Linked DNA regions of Pan troglodytes: regions 1 and 3 are each linked to region 2. A link is a contact called in public Hi-C and HiChIP or PLAC-seq data. All regions are on one chromosome and are shown on one strand. Each heading gives the region's core, a stretch centred on a gene start, on an enhancer-like site or on the middle of the called end of the contact. The rest is flanking DNA. Distances are from core to core; before and after follow the strand shown.

Region 1 (3,882 bases), core at 730-3,229, 430 kb before region 2:
GAAGTTGAAGGACAGATAGGAGAAACGGCCCTGCTAAAAGATAAAAGCCAGTATGCATCTCAGCTACTTGTCTGCTGTGGTCCTGATATTCTTCCATCTAGGTTGCTGCTTTGCTTGACTTTGACTGCAAACACAGAGAAGGAATGGGCTTTCCTGTTGAGTACCTTGTAGAGAACCCACTGTTCATTCATATGTGTTAAAAATGAAAAGCCTACTTGAAAACTCCCCTGTAGAATCAGGTTTTAGCAAAAACCAATCAGGTATCAGAGGTCTAACTTCTTTTTCCCTTCTTGGTTTTATAGCAAGTCTCTAAACCCTAAGATTTTTTGTTTGTTTGAGATGGAGTCTTGCTTTGTCGCCAGGCTGGAGTGCAGTGGCATGATCTCGGCTCACTACAACCTCCGCCTCCCGGTTTCGAGTGATTCTCCTGCCTCAGCCTCCCGAGTAGCTGGGACTACAGGCATGCGCTACCACACCTGGCTAATTTTTTAGTATTTTACTAGAGACAGGGTTTCACCATGTTGGCCAGGATGGTCTCGATCTCCTGACCTCATGATTCGCCTGCCTCAGCCTCCCAAAGTGCTGGGATTACAGGTGTGAACCACCGCGCCCGGCTGCCTAAGAATTTTTTTCATTCCTTTTCATTATACATCTTCAGTGTGCCAAGACTTTGAGTGGAGATTTCTAATGAGGGCAGGAAGGGACGGATGCTTCTGCAATTGAGTGGTCTCATTTTTCCCATGTCTGTCGAAAGATTACTCTTTCATGACCACCATTTCTATGATGCATCTCATATGATCCTAATGCACTCGAGTTTGTATTTGAATGTCCATCTGATATTTAGGGGTGGTTGGGGCAAGGAGGGGGCAAGCAGCAACTAAGGGGTTGTATGGGAACATCCTGGTGGTTTAACTTGAAAGCCACTAGGTGGCAACATTTACTAAGCTGCCAGCCATTCTCTTCCCTTAAGACATTGAACTTGCTTTTCCACATAGCAGATGGAATAGCTGAGAAAAGAGATTAGTAGCCATTGCTTCAGGTTCTTTTGAAAGTGAGGCTATAGGATAAACACACTACAGTATATTGATGTCTTTTCATCACCTGGGTTTAGATACCAGGAGTTTGAATTTGCTCTGGGTGACTGGGTGAGTAGCTTCCCCTTTGGCCTCAGTTAGGCATCCTCGACAGGACAGACCTGTGATTGGACTGTCTGGTCTCTCATGGTTCTTTTTCTCCATGATTTATGACTTTGATTATAATTTCTTTATATTAAAAAAAAACTTGTAGTAAAACCAGTCTTATTTAAAGGAATACTAGCCTTTTATCAAAGGGCAAAGTAATGATTTAAAAAAAAAATCAACAACAAAATTTCAAGGGAATGAATGTCCCTAGAAGCTAGCCATCTCCCCGAGTTAACTTAAGAGGCTAGACTCTCCTAAATGAGGATGCTTATTTACCAGCTTTCCTAAATTAGCAGCTTTGGGGATGTTAAAATCCGTAAGGAACTGTCCAAGGGATGTATTGTGTATGCTTTGCAGTGATTAAGCCATTAAGCTCTAATTGGTATTTTCCCACTCATGGGTTTGTAAAGGAAGCTTTAAAATTATTTAGGAATTCAGTCCTCATCAGCTATCTTAGTGTCATCCCCACGTTTTGGAACCTGAGAGTGGAGAGTGCAGAGAAAAGGTTTTATTAATGATTTTTGCTCACAGTGTCCTTCCCCATTGGTTTGTTATTGCAGATGAAGTGGAAAGGGAAGGACCTCTTTGATTTGGTGTGCCGGACTCTGGGGCTCCGAGAAACCTGGTTCTTTGGACTGCAGTACACAATCAAGGACACAGTGGCCTGGCTCAAAATGGACAAGAAGGTTGGGCTAGAACTCGATGAAACTGGTGGGGCTGACGTGAGCTTTCCAGTTTTTCCCTGAGCAGGCGCCTAGCTCATCACTGGGGCGCTGTAGCTGTATAGTAGAGAAGGGGGCACATTCCTGAATTAAGTCATGCAGAAAGCAGGACGTAGAGATGCTACCAGTTTCCTACTCCTCACAGGCTCTCCTGGGCAAGCAGAAGTTACCAGGATTAGACTGCTGCTGGCCCTGGCTTCTTTACCCATTGTTACCAGCCTGATTGCTTCTGGCTTTATGCCTTTCAGTTTATGAATAAAAACTTCATGAATAAAAATTACTGTTATCTTCATATACTTAAAAATAACCAATTTGTGTCTTTTAGAGAGTATTGGGGCTTGTGTTCTTTAGGGAATTTTTAAAAGTCTTTTTGAGGAACACCATAGTCTGACATGAAGTAATCATTAATATGATCTAAGGAATAGAGAGTGCCTGGTCCCCAGGGTGAAAGAATGTCCATTTTGTCCTCAGGATTCTCTGGGGCTTCTGACACATGGCCAAGAAAGCTGGGCTCCTGGCAATTTTAATGTGGCTTGGAAATGAATATTGTCTAAAGGAACTGCCCTCTGCATGGGTTCATATGTTCACACAAGGATACACTTGCTTACTGACCTGCCTACCTAGCCATGAAAGGCAGGCGGGGAGCAGGACCATATGCTTTTGTCAGTAACTCCTAAAAGACACCTGAACTTCAAAGTAAGTCAATGTCTAATTCTTACCCCAAATGATGCCCCCTCCACTTGCCTACCTGAGCATAATAAATAATGAAAGCTTCCTATTTTTTTTTTTTTATCAGTTTGACTCAAAGCTTAAGTGTTCGAATTGTGTTCACATATGTACACTGTAATCTAAATAATCACATGGGAATCCCTGCTGGTTGTAAGTTCAATGGTAATTCCCAATGATCATGAGCATCTAAGTGCCACTGGGGGCCACTGTCAGTGAGGGTGTCGTAGACCAGATTTTGAATCTCCTTGGCATTGCCATCTAGAATTTGGGCAGGAGCATGGAGAGTTATGTGTCAAAGACAGCAAAACTTTTTGTATGTTTTTCATGATTCTTAGCAAAGTGAATTTTAATGATAGCTGAGTGTAGGCCAAATGGATATTAGACTGGGGGCATCAGGAGCCGTGGAACTTGCTGCTCAAGGGAAATACATCATGACACATGTTAATGGAGCCTTGTAGCCTGTCACATGGCGTGTTTATGTCTTGAAATTCACTCTGGAGAGCAGATGGTTCAAGCTTTACAGGGGTGAATGGAATTGTTAGAAGATTTAAAGGCAGTGGTTTACAGACTGTGCTTCAAGTATTTTGTGGGGCATCTCTGGAGGTTCCTTGAAACAAAGGGTTGCCATGATGGACACATTTTATTCTGTTGCTCAGTTAATGTTTGGATGACTTCATAATGATCTAGTTCATCATCTCTAAGCTGTATTTTTTTTTTTTTTTAAGACAGAGTTTTGCTCTTGTTGCCCAGGCTGGAGTGCAATGACGCAGTCTCGGCTCACTGCAACCTCTACCTCCCGGGTTCAAGAGATTCTCCTGCCTCAGCCTCCCGAGTAGCTGGAATTACAGGTGTCCACCACCACACCTGGCTAATTTTTTGTATTTTTAGTACAGATGGGGTTTCACCATATTGGCCAGGCTGGTCTTGAACTCCTGACCTCAGGTGATCCACCCGCTGTGGCCTCCCAGCGTGCTGGGATTATAGGTGTGAGCCACCGCGCCCAGCGTTCTAAGCCGTATTCTATCACGGACCTAAATATTGGCAGTAGGCACCAAGAAAAAAGAAATAAAGGAAGATTCCACTACTTCAGATAATTAAAAAACCTTCCACCTACCATAAAGGACAGTGTCCAAGACTGCTGAGTGATACATTTCTAGTTTTTAACTATTCTGTGGCCCTGAGAACATTTATGCCTTAATCCTAGCTCTGCTCACTTCTTGGGGCTATTAATTTGTTTCAGAAACACCATA
Region 2 (3,789 bases), core at 1,288-3,787:
TATCATATAGCACTTTTGAGTTCATTAGGCCATTATCCCCAGGGCTGTATTTAATCAAGATGAAAAAGCACAGGCTCAAAGCCTTTTTAGTTGACAAGAAGCGAGTATTTGGCTTGGGACTTCTGTGTCTGAGTTGTAAGTCAGGTTCACAGAAAAGTAATCAGAAACTAGCCTGACTGGAGACAAGAAAGAGTCTCAAAATAAGAGGTATGAGACCATGGGTTGTACATGTGACCCGGCCTCTTAAGAAGCTTAGGGACCTTGAGCAAATTACTTATATTCTCATCTGTAAAGTAAAGGACTAGACTTGGAGTATTTCTAAAGCCCCCTGTAACACTGTCAATGTTTAATTATCTAATGTTGTTCCTTAAGTAACCGATTCATTCATTCAACTATTTGAATACCTTCAATGTTCACTGAGGAACAGTTAATTCAGGTATCTATTTGAATACCTCCAATGAACATAATAAAAGAAGTAAAAATAACAGCTCTTGACCTCAAGGAGTTAAGCCAGCGGTAAAGATAAAGGCTTTACCCAACAGCTCCTAGCACAGGGGCCAGGCACAGGGGCTTATTAATCCATTCCTTTGGTCACAAGGAGCCTGCCAAATGGTGAGGAAGGAAAGGAGTAAGAGAAACTCCACAGAAGCTCTTCGGAGGAAAACAGGGTAATTTATAATTTCAGTCCACCAATGTCTATTGAGTGCCTACTGTGTGTGCCAGCACTGGGCATCCTGGGGCGACTCCGCCAGATCAGGCCTCTGATGACACTTACTTACTTATTCCAGGTGGTAGAGAGAAAAAAACAAAACAGGTTATCAAAGAAATGAAGTCCAGGGCTGGGCTTGGGGGCTCAAGCCCGTAATCCTAGCACTTTGGGAGGCTGAGGTGGGTGGATTGCTTGAGGTCAGGAGTTCAAGACCAGCCTGGCCAACATGGTGAAACCCCATCTCTACTAAAAATACAAAAATCAGCCGGGCATGGTGATGCATGCCTGTAACCCCAGCTACTTAGGTGGCTGAGGCAGGAGAATCACTTGAGCCTGGGAGGTGGAGGTGGCAGCGAGCCAATATCACGCCACTGCACTCCAGCCTGGGTGACAGAGCAAGACTCTGTCTCACAAAAAAAAAAAAAAAAAAAATTAGATTGAGAGAAATTCTATGAAAGAAACAGAATAACGAATAACTGTGTTTGCTGGTGGGGTAGACTGCCAATAGTATAGGGCAGAGAGGGGTAAGTCTTTGGATATGGTAGCAGTTGACTGAGCTCAGATCTGAAGGCAGAAGAAAATTAGAACAGCCAGCACAGAGGGCCTAGTGATCCAGCCAGAGAGGCTGGTAAATGCGGAGGCTGAGAAGGGCTGGTGCAGACAAACCATCTGTGTGGTTGGAGCTTAAAAAGCAGTTACTTCCGGAAAGTATAGGGTGAACGCAGTAGTTCTCAACAGAGGGCAATTTTGCACACCCCATGGGACATTTGGCAAAGTCTAGAGAAATTTTTGGTTGTTATGATGGTGGGGGTGGGGAGAAGGTTGAGAAAACTTGCACTAAAAGAATATTTCAGCCCAAATTTCAGTTTTAGTCATTATGTTCTAAACTCATGTTCTCGCCAACTTGAATAGTTTTTTTTTTTCTTTCCTGCAGAAACAAAATAAGAACAGGTTTCAACTGGCTCACTCTTTCATCTACTCTCTTGGGAAATCCCCTTGGGGAGGTTCATGGGACTCCAGGAGCCTTTGGAAAGCACCACAGGATACGAAATATCTACCTAAACAGGTGAGAAACGATCCAAGGAGCCACACCCCCAACTGCTCCCACAGTTACCAGGGCAGAAAAAACTGAGATTAGGGGTAGGGCACAAAGGAGAATATATTTATGTTTTATTTGCATAATTACAAATTAATGTTAAAAAGAATGCAGTCAGGTCCAGGGTAGGGATGAAGAGGTTGCAGATGCCCTCAAGTATTGGAAAGCTCTGGCCTTATGTCTTTTTTCTTTCTTTTCTTTTTTTTTATTTTTGAGACAGGGTCTCCCTCTGTTGCCCAGACTGGAGTGCAATGGTACGATCTTGGCTCACTGCAACCTCAAACTCCCCGGCTCAAGCGATCCTCCTACCTCAGCCTCCCGAGCAGCTGGGACTACAGGCGCACGTCAGGTGGCCCAGCTAATTTTTGTACTTTTTAAAATTTTTTTGAGACGGAGTCTCGCTCTGTCGCCCAGGCTGGAGTGCAATGGCGGAATCTCGGCTCACTGCAACCTCAGCCTCCTGGGCTCAAGCGATTCTCGTGCCTCAGCTTCCCAAGTAGCTGGGACTACAGGCGCGCGCCACCTCGCCCAGCTAATTTTTGTATTTTTTGTAGAGACGGGTTTTCAACATGTTGGCCAGGCTGGTCTCGAATTCCTGACCTCAAGTGACGCGCCCGCCTCAGCCTCCCAGAGTGCTGGGATCCCAAGTGGAGCCACCGCGCCGCACTTCTCGGGCCTTCTTCTAACTCGGGTCCCTGGGCCCCCCAGGCTCTCGCTTCCCTCCCCTACGCCGCCCCGCGCCCGCCTCAGACCTCTCTGGGACCCGCCGGCCTGGCGTCCTGGCCCGCCCGAGCCCCACGGTCCCTCGGGTCCTAACCTCGGCGGGGCAGGCACCTCCTCAGGAAGCCCCAGAGCAGGCTGTCGTTGTATAGGTGGCCCAGGCTGGCGGCCCCTGACCGAAGGTCGCGTCGGGTCAGTGTGCAGCCCGTGGCTGAGAGGCGGCTGCTGAGGGGCCGGGCGGGCTAGGGGCCGGCTAGCCGCCGTTCGCCCCTGCTTTGCATATTCATGAAGTCTAGCGAGGCCGGTCGCCCCGGCTAGCCGTGGACGGGTCATGAATTATTCATGAGGAAGCCTCTGGTCCCGCCCAGAAAGGCCTCGTTGACTATTCATGAGCCGAGGAGCCGGTTTGGGCCGGAAAAGGCCGTTGACCCCCGGTGGGAGGGAAGCGTCGACGAGCTGAGGTGAGGGCTGTTGAGACGCGAGGTCTCGGCCCAGAGAGGGCACTCGGGCGTTGTTAGTTCTGTCTTTATGTCAAAAAACAATTTTTTTTCTTTCCTTATTACTTAAGGCTTTAAGTTGGATTTGAAAGTATCATATTTCGTGAGGGCCTAAAGTACTGTGAAGAGAATCGGGAGGGCAGGGGGCTGAGGAGGAAGGCAAAAGGGAGGCGATTTCCCCCAGAACTGGACAGAGAGCACCCAGGTAGTTTTGAAATTCAGATTTTTCTGGACATGAAATCAAACTTGCTGAGCAAGCAGCAGCCATAATGAGCCATGATGAGGCTGGCAGGGCAGACGATGTCTGTGCCCGACATTGGAGGGGGCCGTGTGTGGTGGAGCTTTGGGGAAGTTTATCTTACCTGGGTCAGATTCTCCCCAGCCATTGAGGTTTTCTGCCAGGATCGATGCCTGGTACAGGCCAAGAGGTGAGAGAGGTGGGGACAAGACACCCTGCCCCCCTTGACGTCAGCTCCCCTTTCACTTTAGTGAGGATTTGCCAATTAATCCCTATGGACTTTAGTTCCCTAAACAGAGGGAGAGAGTCTTGAACCTCAGGATTAGCCAGTCGCCAAAATGTGTCCGAGTACGCAGGGCACTGGACAGGCTGTGCAGTACATCGTGTACTCAGCTGGTAGAAATGAGGGGTGGTTCTGGCCCCTAAAGGGGTTTTTAATCTCAGCAGGATCATAATCTAATTTCTCCTCCATTGGACCATCAATCTGTTGAGGTAGGAACAGTATTTTACATCTCGTAATCCTGCATGT
Region 3 (3,781 bases), core at 110-2,609, 470 kb before region 2:
GATCACCTGAGGTCAGAAGTTTGAGACCAGCCTGGCTAACATGGTGAAACCCTGTCCCTACTAAAAATACAAAAATTAGCCGGGCGTGGTGGCGGGCGCCTGTAATCCCAACTACTGGGGAGGCTGAGGCAGGAGAATTGCTTGAACCCGGGAGGCGGAGGTTGCAGAGAGCCGAGACCGCCCCATTGTACTCCAGCCTGGGCAACAAGAGTGAAACTCTGTCTCAAAACAAAAAACAAATGAAAAAACACAGTAAATTGTCCCTATTTGACTACTAAGAGCTATTTTAAAATAGAATTTATCTAAGTACAGAAAGGTGTAATTATCCCCCCTACACCCGTTAGAACCCTTGATGACACTAAATAAATAATACATGAATATGGTTCAAAAATGGGCATCATAGAGTATAAAATAAAGAATGCTTTCATTTTCAACCCAAATTCAGCAATTTCATAGGATGCCAGGCTCAGCTCTAAAGCCTTATATGTATTCAGTGCGCTGAAATTCAACAACCTCACGAGGTAGGTATAACCAATAATAATTATAGGCGGGGCGTGGTGGCTCACGCCTGTAATCCTAGCACTTCGGGAGGCCGAGGCGGGCGGATCACCTGAGGTTCGAGACCAGCCTGACGAACATGGAGAAACCCCGTCTCTACTAAAAATACAAAATTAGCCGGGCGTGGTGACGCATACCTGTAATCCCAGCTACTCGGGAGGCTGACGCCGGAAAATCGCTTGAACCCGGGAGGCGGAGGTTGCAGTGAGCCGAGATCGCGCCACTGCACTCCAGCCTGGGCAACAAGAGCGAAACTCCGTCCCAATAATAATAATAATAATAATAATAATAATAATAATTCTAAAGGGAAGCAGAGAGATCTGGCGGAAAAGTGCCAGCAAACCTAACAGGCCTCCACAAGTGTCTTGAAAGTTTCATAGGGGTCGGTATATGTGATTAACTGCCAAAGAAGAATATTCGCCGTGTGTCCGAAACGCAGTCCCCTGGGGCGCCACACTCGGAGCCTACTTAAACCGAAAGAGTCCCTCCCTGGGCCAACGAAGGACCCAATTCCCGCGCCCCGGATCCAGCCTCTACGTGGTTTCCCGGGTAAGGCCAGCAGAGGTCCGCCGCCTCAACCAGTCTTGTTAGAGTAGGCACAAAAGCATTCGGAGTGACTGCCACTGTAGCCACTCAACGCCGAGCCCAGGCCTGCTTTTTTGCAGTTAGAGTGAAACTTTCCATTGGTGGAGTCACCCCAAAGGAGGCGGGACGGAGCGGGAAAGTCCTGCCTACCTTGGCCTTCCCAGCCAATCGCAGCATCTATGCGTCAGCCTCCGGTTCGGTTGCGCTGCGCGTAGTGGTCTGGGCGACCTGAGGGCGGGGCCGGGAGCAGGCCCCGGGCTGTAGGGAGGGTACGCTTCCCGCGGGCGCGCGGAGTGAGGACGGTGACAGCCACGCGCGCGCGTACGCGCCCGATGCAGCGCGGCCCCGTGACCCTAGTCGGCCGCTGAGAGGCGCGCGGAGTCTGGGCCGCTGCCGTCTAGGGTTCCCGTCCCGAGGCGTCCTCGGCATCTCCGGCCCGAATCCCGGAGTGCCGGGTCGCGCCTGCACCGAAGGTCCCGGCTCCTGTGCCCTCCCTGCAGCCGTCAGGGCCCGCCCCCCAATTCCCCTTTCCGCCCGGGCAGGGTCCTCGCGGCCCATGCTGGCCGCTGGGGACCCGCGCAGCCCAGACCGTTCCCGGGCCGGCCAGCCGGCCACCATGGTGGCCCTGAGGCCTGTGCAGCAACTCCAGGGAGGCTAAAGGGCTCAGAGTGCAGGCCGTGGGGCGCGAGGGTCCCGGGCCTGAGCCCCGCGCCATGGCCGGGGCCATCGCTTCCCGCATGAGCTTCAGCTCTCTCAAGAGGAAGCAACCCAAGACGTTCACCGTGAGGATCGTCACCATGGACGCCGAGATGGAGTTCAATTGCGAGGTAACCGGCCGGCAGCCCCGACTGCTGCGGTGACAGTCGAGGTGGAAGCTCGAGAGGTTCTCTTTATATCATCTTATGGGTGTAGCTAGAGACGGGCAGAACCGGAAGGGCCAACTAGGCCCAAAACCTCATGTTAAAGATGATTGCTGCTTTTTTTCATAGGACTTTTGGGTTTTGGCATTTTCTGAAGGTTATTTTCATTCATTGTTATTGGAAGAAGCTGGATGCTCCTGTGATAGAAAATTCAGGATTTCAGTGTCAGGCTTAAGTTAGGCTTACGCTTAAACGCTTGAAAGTTTATTCTTTCATTAGGTAATATTGTTATGTACCCAGGTATTAGAAGTTGCGTCTTGTTTATTGGAAAGCCAATACTTGTTTCCCTTTTCTAAAGCTTGCATATTCTGGAAAAAAAAACCCTTTGAAGAACGATATAACATCTCATACTTACTTTCCACATAGTTTCCAACATGATGGTAACAGCTATCAATTGTTCAGTACTTTCAAAGTGCCAGACATTTGCACATTTAATCCTCAGAACAAACCCATTTATCTAGTAAATGGCAAGGTGGGGTTTTGAACCAAGCTCACAGCCCGTACAGTACTGCTTCTCAAGTAATTTAAGTTCTTGCTGCTAAAAGTGTGGTTTGTGGACCAGCAGCATTGGCAGCAGTAAGCAAGGGTTGGCATGCTTTTTCTGTACAGGACCACATAGTAAATATTTTCAACTTTGTAGACTAGAGAATCTCTGTTGGAGTTATTCAACTCTTCAACTCTACCATTGTAACACAAAAGCAGCCTTAGATAAGATCAGCTTCCAGCATGACAGCTTTAAGGAACCCATTCCTCTGTAAAACTGGTGAAAATTCTTTTTTGTTTTGTTTCGTTTTGAGACAGAATCTCACTCTGTCACCGAGGCTGGCATGCAGTAGTGTGATCATGGCTTACTGCAACCCTGACCAACCTCCCTGGCTCAGTCAGTCCTCCTGCGTCAGCCTCTCGAGTAGCTGGGACCACAGGCGTGTGCCACCACACCTGGCTAATTTTTTTTTTTTTTTTTGAGACGGAGTCTCGCTCTGTCACCCAGAGTGCACCGGGCTAGAGTGCAATGGCACGATCTTGGCTCACTGCCACCTCCACCTCCCAGGTTCAGGTGATTCTCCTGCTTCAGCCTTCCAGGTAGCTGGGATTACAGGCGTGCGCCACCTCGTCTAGCTAATTTTTCTATTTTTAGTAGAGACAGGGTTTCACCATATTGGGCAGGCTGATCTCGAACTCCTGACCTCGTGACCAGCCGACCTGGGCCTCCCAAAGTGGTGGGAAAGTGGTGCGGTTACAGGTGTGAGCCACCGCGCCCAGCCTCACCTCGCTAATTTTTGTAAAGACAGGGTTTTGCCATGTTGCCCAGGCTGATCTTGAACTCCTGAGCTCAAGCAATCCACTCACCTTGGCCTCCCAAAGTGATGGGATTACAGATGCAGCCACCACGCCTGGCCCAAAAATTCTTTTTTAAAATCAACTATTTAAACCCTCCGGCAATGGTCCTGAGGGCAAACAACAAATGAAGAAACACCTATTCAAGAAAATCTACAAATTCGGTAAGAAAGATGAGAGGATATGGTATTTGAACCAAGATCATTCCCTCCTTACCCACTCCTAGCTTAGTGAGGTGGAGCTTCTACTCCAGACTATTGCAAACTGTAATACCGGGCAGTGCTCCCCCAGCTCCCAATCAAATGCTTTCTTCCCGGGAAAAGCAGGACATCAGCATTTCTCATCCTACCTAGAGCTACTTGTTGCTGAGGTTAAGACCT

The links. A called contact is a pair of places that touch in the nucleus more often than the background predicts. HiChIP or PLAC-seq counts read pairs in DNA pulled down with a chosen protein or histone mark.
Region 1: a contact with region 2 is called in a Hi-C map of stem cell-derived neural progenitor cells, with 8 times the contacts expected there. The contact joins the enhancer-like site here to the promoter of HORMAD2 in region 2. A contact is called at or near these places in 4 of 7 Hi-C or Micro-C datasets (blood, induced pluripotent stem cells and stem cell-derived neural progenitor cells) and 1 of 1 other capture datasets (stem cell-derived neural stem cells).
Region 3: a contact with region 2 is called in an H3K4me3 HiChIP or PLAC-seq map of stem cell-derived excitatory neurons, with 12 times the contacts expected there. The contact joins the promoter of NF2 here to the promoter of HORMAD2 in region 2. A contact is called at or near these places in 1 of 7 Hi-C or Micro-C datasets (stem cell-derived neural progenitor cells) and 1 of 1 datasets of contacts at active chromatin or transcription factors (stem cell-derived excitatory neurons).

Annotation. Positions count from the first base shown.
Region 1 is chr23:31,774,457-31,778,338 of NHGRI_mPanTro3-v2.0_pri, forward strand. The region is part of intron 1 of NF2 (NF2, moesin-ezrin-radixin like (MERLIN) tumor suppressor); the gene reads left to right. Among named protein-coding and RNA genes, the nearest start is that of NF2, 38 kb to the left of the region's middle. Within about 2 kb of position 1,980, at least 1 of the 24 cell types and tissues checked has an H3K27ac peak or open chromatin away from gene starts, as enhancers often do. A contact at or near this core is called in stem cell-derived neural progenitor cells, where this site is marked.
Region 2 is chr23:32,207,332-32,211,120 of NHGRI_mPanTro3-v2.0_pri, forward strand. HORMAD2 (HORMA domain containing 2) reads left to right here and starts at 2,538. Exons shown (of 12, transcript XM_063808134.1): 1 at 2,538-2,986. It overlaps LOC134809720 (a long non-coding RNA gene), which reads right to left and starts at 2,759. Exons shown (of 5, transcript XR_010156102.1): 1 at 2,623-2,759.
Region 3 is chr23:31,737,250-31,741,030 of NHGRI_mPanTro3-v2.0_pri, forward strand. NF2 (NF2, moesin-ezrin-radixin like (MERLIN) tumor suppressor) reads left to right here and starts at 1,360. Exons shown (of 15, transcript XM_063807670.1): 1 at 1,360-1,970. The coding sequence starts at 1,857.